2 separate regions of the Salmo salar genome follow, and region 2 is linked to region 1. The links are chromatin contacts, called in public Hi-C maps. All regions are on one chromosome and are shown on one strand. Each heading gives the region's core, a stretch centred on a gene start, on an enhancer-like site or on the middle of the called end of the contact. The rest is flanking DNA. Distances are from core to core; before and after follow the strand shown.

Region 1 (5,182 bases), core at 732-3,231:
TGAATACTTATTGACCTAAGATATTTGTTATTATTTATACATTTCAAAAATGTTTCGAGAAAACAAAATTCCACTTTGACGTTATGGGGTATTGTTTGTAGATCAGTGACACAAAATCTCAATGTAATCCATTTTAAATGCAGGCTGTAACACAACAAAATGTGGAAAAAGTCAAAAGGTTTGAATACTTTCTGACTGAACTGTGTCTGTAAAGTGATTCGGTCAGGCAGTGAAATTCAAACACAGATTCAGCCACAAAGAACAGAGAGGTTTTCTTGTCCTGAATTCAAAGAAATGTTTGAGGCAAATCCAACACAACACATTTCTGGGTACCACTCTCCATATTTTCAAGCACAGTAGTGGCTGCCTCATGTTATGAGTATGCTTGTAATTGTTAAGGACTGGTGAATTTTTCAGGATAAATAAAGGAACGGAATGGAGCTAAGCACAGGCAAAATCCTAGAGGAAAAACCTGGTTCAGTCTGCTTTTCACCAGACACTGGGAGATGAATTCACCTTCCTGCAGGACAATGACCAAAACACAGGGCAAATCTACACTGGAGTTGCTTACCAAGAAGACAGTGAATGTTCCTGAGTGGCCGAGTTACAGTTTTAACTTAAATCCACTTGAAAATCTTTGGCAAGACCTGAAAATGATTGTCTGGCATTGATCAACAACCAAGAATTTTGAAAATAATAATGGAAGATGTTGAACAATCCAGGTATGTAAAGTTCTTAAAGACTTACCCAGAAAGACTCACAGCTGTAATTACTGCCAAAGGGGATTCTACAAAGTATTGACTCAGGAGTAGGAATACTTATGTAAATAGATATTTCAGTTTTTCATATTCAATACATTTGCAAAAATTTCAAAAAACATGTTTTCACTTTGTCTTTATGGGGTATTGAGTTGTATTTATTTTACCTTTATTTTACCAGGTAGGCTAGTTGAGAACAAGTTCTCATTTACAACTGCGACCTGGCCAAGATAAAGCAAATCAGTGAGACACAAACAACAACACAGAGTTACACATGGAATAAACAAACATACAGTCTATGTACAGTGTGTGCAAATGAGGTAGGATAAGGGAGTTAAGGCAATAAATAGGCCATAGTGACAAAATAATTACAATATAGCAATTAAACACTGGAGTGATAGATGTGCAGAAGATGAGTGTGCAAGTAGAGATACTAGGGTGCAAAGGAGCAAAATAAATAAAATAAAAAAATAACAGTATGGGGATGAGGTAGTTGGATGGGCTATTTACAGATGATCTAGTTGGATGGGCTATTTACAGTGATCTGTGAGCTGCTCTGACAGCTGGTGCTTAAAGTTAGTGAGGGAGATATGAGTCTCCAGCTTCAGTGATTTTTGCAGTTCGTTCCAATTATTGGCAGCAGAGAACTGGAAGGCCGGCCCAGAGGGCTCACCGGCTCAGGACGGCTAACAGACAGCCATTGGCATTAAGATGGCACGGCACAGTCACTGCCAGCTGGGTCTCACTGTCACCTCATTGAAGCTGTCTGCTATTGGAATTGATGTATGCAAACACACAGGATAGGAACATCAACACATTCAACATTTTGTATGCAACAAAGCAGACCTGGTGACGGATAACTCAGATGCAGTATGTGGTTACAAAATTCATTACGTTGTTTCAAGCCCAAAATTGATACCAATGACATCGGCTCTAAAAAATAGACACGAAAAGAACAATACAAAAACGGAACAAATAAACCCAGATACAGTATTTCCTTGTCTAAAGGTACAACTTGAACTGAATTGCACTGAGTTACTCTGCCACCTAGTGTCACTATATGATCATTACATCAACAAATGTGAACGAGGGGATTTAGCAATTTAACCTTAATTTAACTAAGCAAGTTAGTAAAGAACAAATTCTTATTTACAATGACGGCCTACGCCGGCCAAAACCGGACGACGCTGGGCCGCCCTATGGGACTCCCAATCACGGCTGGATTCGAACCAGGGACTGTAGTGGCGCCTCTTGCAATGCGAAGCCTCCATGAAAAACTTCAGTGCTGCCAACTCTCCAGCATTTGGACCTCCTCACACTTGAGCAAGGCAGTTAACCCCCAACAACTTGTTCCAGGCTCGCCGATGACGTGGCGTCGATTAAGGCAGCCCCACACACCTCTCTGGTTCAAAGGGGTTGGGTTAAATGCGGAAGACTGTTTTCGAGGGCTGAGGGTCTTACGTTGCAAACTTTCCTTGCTTGGCTAATAATTTGGCCCGCTCTCCAAGATGGCGACGGGGATTACCCCAAGGGCATAAGGCGAGGGTAAGTGGACGAGGGTGTTTCTTTTAAGTGTGTGGAACGCAGCCCTTGTAAACTAACATGGCTACCTGACATGAGTGCTAGCTACAGTTACTTTATTTTTTTATTTATTTTTTTAGTATATTTTTTTTTTTGCACAAATCTTTATTTAACTTGCTGTAAATAACAGTAACATGCAAAACATAACTAGTTTTATAGTTTGGTCATTTATTCCAATAAATTTCAGAATTCCCCAAAATATGTTTCTGAATTTAGCTACGTTTTTATAGGCTCCTCACTACGAGACTAAGCCAATTTGCCAATGCTAAAATCAATGTCTTTATATATATATTTCGGACATGCTGAAAATGCAGCATTGTTGATCAAATTTCACCCTTTGCGACCAACAGAGTTTGACATGTGACAACAGTTTGCATTGAATTGTGGGTCATATCAACCTCGCAAGTGGCCAAGGTTCTTCACTTGCTAAATCGAGGGCGGTGGGGTCAACGTTTGAATTTGACCTCCACTTAAGATGACAATCAAACTGCATCCGGTTTCAACTGGGATTCACCCGAGGGAAAGTGGTTAGCGTTAGGGTTGAGGGGGTAAAAAAATAACTTGTTTGGACTGTATCCCATTACCCTTCCCTCTTATTTCTATTGCGTTGAAAGAAATACTTATACTGAACCAAAATAGAAATGCAACATGTAAAGTGTTGGTCCCATGTTTCATGAGCTGAAATAAAAGATCCCAGAAATGTTCCATAGCCACAAAAAGCTTATTTCTCTCAAATGTTGTGCACAAATTTGTTTACATCCCTGTTAGTGAGCATTTCTCCTTTGCCAAGATAATCCAGCTGCCTGACAGGTCTGGCATATCAAGAAACTGATTAAACCGCATGATCATTACACAGGTGCACCTTGTGCTGTCAAGTTTTGAGGGAGCGTGCAATTGGCATGCTGACTGCACGACTGTCCACCAGAGCTGTTGCCAGATCATTTAATGTTCATTTCTCTACCATAAGCCACCTCCAACGCAGCAGACCACATGTAACCACACCAGCCCAGGACCTTCACATCCGGCTTCTTCACCTGCGGGATCGTCTGAGACCAGCCACCCGGACAGCTGATGAAACTGAGGAGTATTTATATCTGTAATAGAGCCCTTTTGTGGGGAAAAACTGATTGGCTGGGCTTTGCTCCACAGTGAGTGGGCCGATGCCCTCCCAGGCCCACCCATGGCTGCGTCGTAGCCCAGTCATGTGAAATCAATAGATCAGAGCCTAATTTATTTCAATTGACTGATTTCCTTATATGAACAGTAAAATCGTTGAAATTGTTGCATGTTGCGTTTATATTTTTTGTTCAGTATATTTTATTTTCTAATTAATAGAGGGGAAATTCAGTGCGTTAACTATTCAACTTTACCTCCAAATTATTTTGAAATAAGAGCATATGCGCCTGAAATTCTACATCACGAGCATTAACCGCGGCAGCTTCATCCGGTAGAGCCATCGTTTTCTTTATTCCATAACCTGAATCGCGGCAGATTTGAAGCTTGTTATTGGTTTAGTAAGCGTTTAGGACCAAGGCGATTGGATGCGCAGACTGCAGACTGGACAGGCACGTTCCTTCTCCGCTGATCAAAGTTTATAACCTCAATTGTCAAGCAACTTGTAGTGCTGTTTGACGCATAATTGTCAACAAATGCATTTTCTGTCACTGTTGCCTACTACTTAATGAGGTAAAATTTGAATATTCTGTGGCTATTTGGTTTTTGCTTTTCTTCTTCGGTGGGGTTTATCAGCGGTTGGCATCCAACGTTATGGTGCATTACCGCCACCTACTGTACTGGAGTGTGGACCAAAGACGGATAAACTAAATCCTACCTGTATGCCCCGTTGCTCATAAAAAATATAACAAAATATTTGAGACTATACCTAATGACGTTCTACTCAATATACTCTTTAAACTAATTTCCTGTATCCCCTTCTCCCTCATAATAGATTTCTGCCTCTCTCTTTTGTGCTGCTACCATGTTGTTGTGTTGGTACCATGCTGTGTTGTCATGTGTTTCTGCCTTTTTTATGTTGTCGTCTTAGGTCTCTCTTTATGTAGTGTTGTGTTCTCTCTTGTTGTGGTGTGTGTTTTGTCCTTTATTTATACGGTATTTATTTATTTATTTTAATCACAGGCCCCCGTCACCGCAGGAGGCCTTTTGCCTTTTGGTAGGCCGTCATTGTAAATATGAATTTGTTCTTAACTGACTTGCCTAGTTAAATAAAGGCTAAATAAAAAAAATCCCTCTGATACTGCCCAAACTGTAGTAATACATGCTCCACGGTCTCTGTTTCCTGGCAATAATCACACTTTCCTGTTGGATGCCTTCCTATTACATTTAAGGTCTTATTCAACTGGCTGTGTCCCACCCTTAATCTTGTAAAGAATAGCTTCCTCTCTTCTGTCCCTTCCTGCCGTCCTCCCCGACTTTCCTCTGTAGTTGAAATAAATGTCAGCCCTTACTATCTCTATTCCACTTCACCTGCCATCTCTGCACCATCACTGTCCATATCAGGCTTTTTGCCTCTGCTTTGCTCATTGAAACTACAACATCAAATCCCCACTACTAAGTGCTTGGTTAGCCAGTACATCAACTACCTCATTCCCCTCCACCCCCACATGGGCTGGGACCCAAGTAAATATTCTCTGTATACCCATCTGTCTAATCCTGCCATGGGTTTGTAGCACCTCATAAAGCAGGTCTTGTCTGCTACGTGACCTAAAGGACTGGAGACTCATCAACACTGCACATGAATCAGAGCAAATAACTACTCTGTCTGGCTTGACTTCCTCCATCCACTGCAAGGCCAACAGTATGGCCATCAGCTCCGCCGTATATAC
Region 2 (5,182 bases), core at 1,632-4,131, 300 kb before region 1:
CGCTCTGGATAAGAGCGTCTGCTAAATGACGTAAATGTAAATGTAAGCATCAAATAAAGTATGATACTGATGTGGTAAGGTATCACCAATTTTTTTTAATTATATTCCAGTCTTTTGCGCATTTGACAAGGACAACGACAGCTACGTCAGTGTGAAAGAGTGGATTGAGGGACTATCATTCTTTCTCCATGGGGCATTGGATAAAAAATAAAGTTTAAGAAAGCTATAAAGTGTATCATGTAGGCTTTTTGACTGTTATCTACGACATTACTATCCATGTATTGACTCTGACCCCCATTTGGTTTTCACAGCTTTGATGTGTATGACTTGGGTACATTTCCCAGAAAGAGATGTTCCACATGCTGAAGAACAGCCTGATCAGACAGCCCAGGGGAGGACCCAGACGAGGGCATCACTGACCTGCTGGTGATCACGCTCAAGAAGATGGTAATGACAAAATGTTTATCTTCATTTTCATCAAGTTAAACCAGGCTGAATGCTGTGCTACCTATTGTTTAACCTGCCAGGCTAACTGCATTGTACCCTGTGTTTACAATCACTGTTTAACTTGGCCACAATTGACCAATTCATGTTTCAGATTAAATATACTGTCTGAACATAAAATATCAATGAGTTGTTTCCTTCCTCAGGACCATGACAGCAGACTGTCCTATGCAGACTTGGAAAAGGATGTGAGAGATGAGAATCTATTGCTTGAGGCTTTTGGAACCTGCCTTCACGATGCCAAGGTGACCCTTGAAGTTAAGACTGTAAAAACAGTCGGTCGTATAGTTATTGGACAATAATAAAATATTGGACAATATTTTGCCATTGTCTGACATGTTCCTTCCTTTTGTGTTACAGAGCATATTGGCATTTGAGCAGCATGCATTCCAGGATCCACTTGAGCATTAAGGACATCACTAAGTTATTCATTTTCATAACACCATTTTTTATTTTTTATAAACAAAAATCTGCTCATACACTGATGGGAAATATATAAATAAAACATGTTGAGGAAATATGATGTTCCGTTTGAATGGTGTAAATGTAGGAACTTGCTAATGTCCACCTCATTCCCTGTGAGAAGCAGTCTTTCAGGACAGGTCTGTTAGATCCTCCTCCGAGGCTTTGCGGACTTTGTCTTCTTCTCTGCTGGCTTGACTTCAGGAACTGATGCAACCTGACAACAAGGAAAGAAATGAATTTACTGTAGTGTAGTATGACTCTTCAATGATATGAAATTGTGAGTGAACAATTTTAAGAAGCAAATGACCACGAATATACCTTTTTCAATGTATTTCTGATCATGTTGGCTGTTATGTTCAATGACTCGTCTGCCATATCCATCTTAGGCCGGTCTGGTAGTTTTGGTCCAATGAGGGTTTCATTTTTGTCCACGAAGCCAAAAAGTGAGTCTTTATTCGTTTCTACTATTTTCCGTTTTCTGTTCTCCAAATGGGTGGTCCTCGGTATGAATCTTGGGGGTGCTGCAGGGGGTGGATTCTTACTCAGTCTTTTCACTATTCCTCTGTCTCCCCCAGAAGAGGATGGAACGCTGCTTACACTGGGTGCCAGCTGCTGTTTAATATTTATGGCATTATGCAATGACCCCATTTTGTCCTCTGTTGGAATAGTCCTGCATTGGTTTGCCTGATAACTATACGACCGATCATAAGGTGGGGCATGTCTGTAAGGAAGAAACTCCTGTGGGGGTAAAGGCAATAAGGGAAATCCTAAATAATGGCCTTGGCTGGTACTCGAAGTCTCTCCCTTATTGCTGGTATCACTGGATCTCTGATCATCACCTGAGGAAGTCCTGGCTGTGGTAGCAACTGTATATGAAGACATGGGCTTTTTGCTCTCTTCATCCCCCTGGTCCTGTTCCTGTTCCTTTGCTTCTCAACCAACAAAGAATAATCATACATGTCAACTAACTACATCATAATAATCATTCTTACATTGGGAATGACATACCTGAGATAGTTCTGATAATATTCTACTAGCACAACATCTGTACCTTTATTTTGAGTCATCGTGTTCACATATCGTCTCCTGTCTTGCAGCTTTAGTCTGGTGTCCTCCACCGTCTCATACTCTGGGGCATAACACACATGTAGTAAACCTCCAAAGAAACTCTTCTCATCCATGTGCCGTTTGGCCGCCCTGAAACACAATTACTTTAAAGTGTAACTGGCTGAGACAGGTGGTCTACCAGCTTGTGTACAACTAGGCTAGATAAAACTAGGGCCTGAAGTTTTTCCTGATCAGGTTACATGATGGTCAGGGGAAATACCTGTCCCTGTCTATCTCATCCTAACCTATAAAACCTGTCCTAACCTTGCACTGGTGAGTTTCTGGAACTTGACGAGGTAGACCTCTGTGAATTGCTCTGCAGGGTACTCATCCAGCACCCTGTACTCATCCACAGCCCCGTACAGCGCAGAGAGCTCGATCAGTTCTGTCATCACCCCGATGGCTGGGACTCCTTGCAACATCAGGTAACGAGACTCCAAGTTGATGGTGTACACCTACATGGGCAATATTGCACGGGTTAGAAATACAATAAATTGTATCTATCAATCAACCAAATACATTCGATTTCTAGCTAGCTAATTCGCTAGCTCATTTGGCCAAGTATTGAGCATGGATACAGCATTTCGCTGAAGGAAACGATATTCCTACCTTAACTGCTTTAGGTCTCCTCCCTTCTCTATACTTCGGTCGTGAGGGGCAAATCTTTTGCTGCTCATGATGTTTATAAACCTCTGGAGTGCTCCAACATGAGCTGTTGGTAAATCCTGCCATGTTTGCGAATTACAACAAAACCAAACCGGAAGTAGTTTCCCAGACGACAATAATCGGATCTGAGCTCATCGATGTCTCTGTGAAAAACAAAAAAGCAGGTCAGCTACTTTTGCCTGCCAGACATAGCACCGAATGCATCGATTCCCAAGAGTACATTCACGTCGCTTAGCTAGCTAGCTACTAACAGTATATTTCCATGCTCTGAAAAGGGGAATTTTGATCATATTGCAAACATATTTAGTTATGTTGGGCAATCATGGCATCCAACCTGTCACTCTGATTTTCCACAACACGAAGAACTGTTTTCTTCACCTTCCTTCAAACTTGTTAAAACAGCTCTCTCTCCATGACGTAAGCTATAAACTAGCTAGCTAGCTAACAGCTAGTTAGTGTTGTCTTTTTAGTTGTGTCAAGTAATAACTATGCCAAACTATCAGCAAACTACCGGTAGATAACTTGCACTTGTAACCATTGCATGCCATTTCTTCTGGTCTGATCTGTAGTATGACATTTTCCCAACGTTTTTTCATGCAATTAGCTATATTCTGTGTTATAAAGAACCAGGCCCTGGAGCTGTCCTGGGGTCATGATGCCCGTGTGTTCCTCAGCTGGACCAGAAGCAGAAGCCCTGCCAACCAGGAGGACCATAAAGTAGCGCTGAGCAGGCAACTGGGAGAGAAGCTTGGACTCAGAGATGGAGAGCAGGTAATAATGTCCCATTCACTAATTATCTTCTTGCCCATTCCCCAAACTCATCATGCCTTGATAACCCCACATTTCCTGATTACTAACTCATGTTGGATGGTTTCAGGGCTTCTTGCGGTCGTGCCAGCAGGTCCTGTCTGTACAGCAGGTGTTTGTGGAACCACTCTCCTCTGACGACTGGGAAATCCTGGTGAGAACCTATAGAGAGGCTTTTGTACAGTATTGTGCAATAGGCAAGCTCACCCATCAGAAACAATTAGTACCGTATGGTTTTAGTATAGCCTGGGAGTGTTGCCTGTGGGTTTCTTATTCATTCAACTATTTTGTCGTTGTTATGCAACAGACAGCTACCCAGGCTAGTTTTGATCCTTTGCTGTCAGAGCAAATTCAACATTGAAGAGCAACTGTCAATATGGTTCGTAAATGTACAGTCTGGGATGGGCAAATATTTAACCATGTCTTGTCCTCAGGAGCTCCACAGTGCAGCGCTGGAGCAGCAGCTCCTGGATCAGATTAGAGTGGTGTTTCCTGATGCAGTGTTTCCTGTGTGGGTGGACCAGAGAACAGTCATCTACATCAGAATCGGTCAGCACTGATTTTCACTTTTTACATTTTCTCAACATCTAACAGATATGAAATCACCAGCTCCTATGTTATGACCAAAGAAACAGTTGATCAGAGGAGGCTGGTTGGGGGAGCTATAGGAGGACGACAAGCTCATTGTAATGTCTGGAATGTAATTTATGGAATGGTATCAAACATATGGAAACCACATGTTTGACTCCATTCCATTTACTCCATTCCAGCCAATACAATGAGCCCGTCCTCCTATAGCTCTTCCCACCAGCCTCATCTGCAGTTCATGTAATACTATCGTTCATACTCTTCTTCTTCTGCAGCTTCACTCACCCCAACTGTACCGTACGGTCGATTAGAGCAGTTCACAGAGCTACACGTCTCTCCTAAAATCCGTGCTGGAAGTGAGGACCTCTCCTGCGCTCCTTTTGGATCATCCTTATCCAATCAGAACCAGCCCCTCCACAGGCAGCCGAACTTTGACCTCTCACCCTCCTCCAGGTCCTCTCAGGAGTTCAGCGTTCAGGAGACTGGACTTCCTGTAGAACAACGTCCTAACACTGCTGCCCTCCAGAGCCCCCAGCAGTGGGGTGGGATTGCAGACGTAAAGAGCCTGGTCAGGTACATGCTAACAGGGAACTATGACCCTGTGAGAGAGACTCCCCCCATCCCCACCATCCCTGCCCTCCTCAGTGACTCAGTCTTCAGAGTGTGCAGAGCACCGCTCGTGTCTCCTGGCCCTCTGAGTGCCACCCATGGGGTTGTCCACATCCTGCCCTGGGGCCAGCAGATGGGAGGTAATATCAATGGAGGCCAGCCAGCTGTGACGTACGGCCTACTGTCCAAGGTCCTCTCTCCCAAGGAGGTGAGAGAGAGGGCTAAGCAGGCCATGGAAAAGAAGAAGAGTGGCGGTGCTGGGGGTGCTCCCCAGCCCGGTGGTGCTGGTGGGGCAGGAGACAGGGAGGAAAAAGAGGATGCCACTGTAGTCAAGGTGGTGTGTCACCTTACAGAGGGGCTGAAAGGGAAGCAGGTGTCATCTAGAGAGAGAGAGCTCCACAGTGGAAAGGTCTGGGTGAGTACATGTACTTAAGCC

Evidence for each region. A called contact is a pair of places that touch in the nucleus more often than the background predicts.
Region 2: a contact with region 1 is called in a Hi-C map of gill, with 4 times the contacts expected there. The contact joins the promoter of rbm48 here to the promoter of LOC106570443 in region 1. A contact is called at or near these places in 2 of 3 Hi-C or Micro-C datasets (gill and muscle).

The regions. Positions count from the first base shown.
Region 1 is chrssa14:83,233,408-83,238,589 of Ssal_v3.1, reverse strand. It overlaps LOC106570443 (chloride channel CLIC-like protein 1), which reads left to right and starts at 1,981. Exons shown (of 10, transcript XM_014142786.2): 1 at 1,981-2,303.
Region 2 is chrssa14:83,533,708-83,538,889 of Ssal_v3.1, reverse strand. rbm48 (RNA binding motif protein 48) reads right to left here and starts at 2,881. Exons shown (of 4, transcript XM_014142771.2): 1 at 2,686-2,881; 2 at 2,341-2,531; 3 at 2,021-2,166; 4 at 932-1,183. The coding sequence starts at 2,808. The coding sequence ends at 1,167. LOC106570437 (peroxisome biogenesis factor 1) reads left to right here and starts at 2,905. Exons shown (of 25, transcript XM_014142767.2): 1 at 2,905-3,159; 2 at 3,367-3,513; 3 at 3,620-3,703; 4 at 3,984-4,098; 5 at 4,413-5,161. The coding sequence starts at 3,052.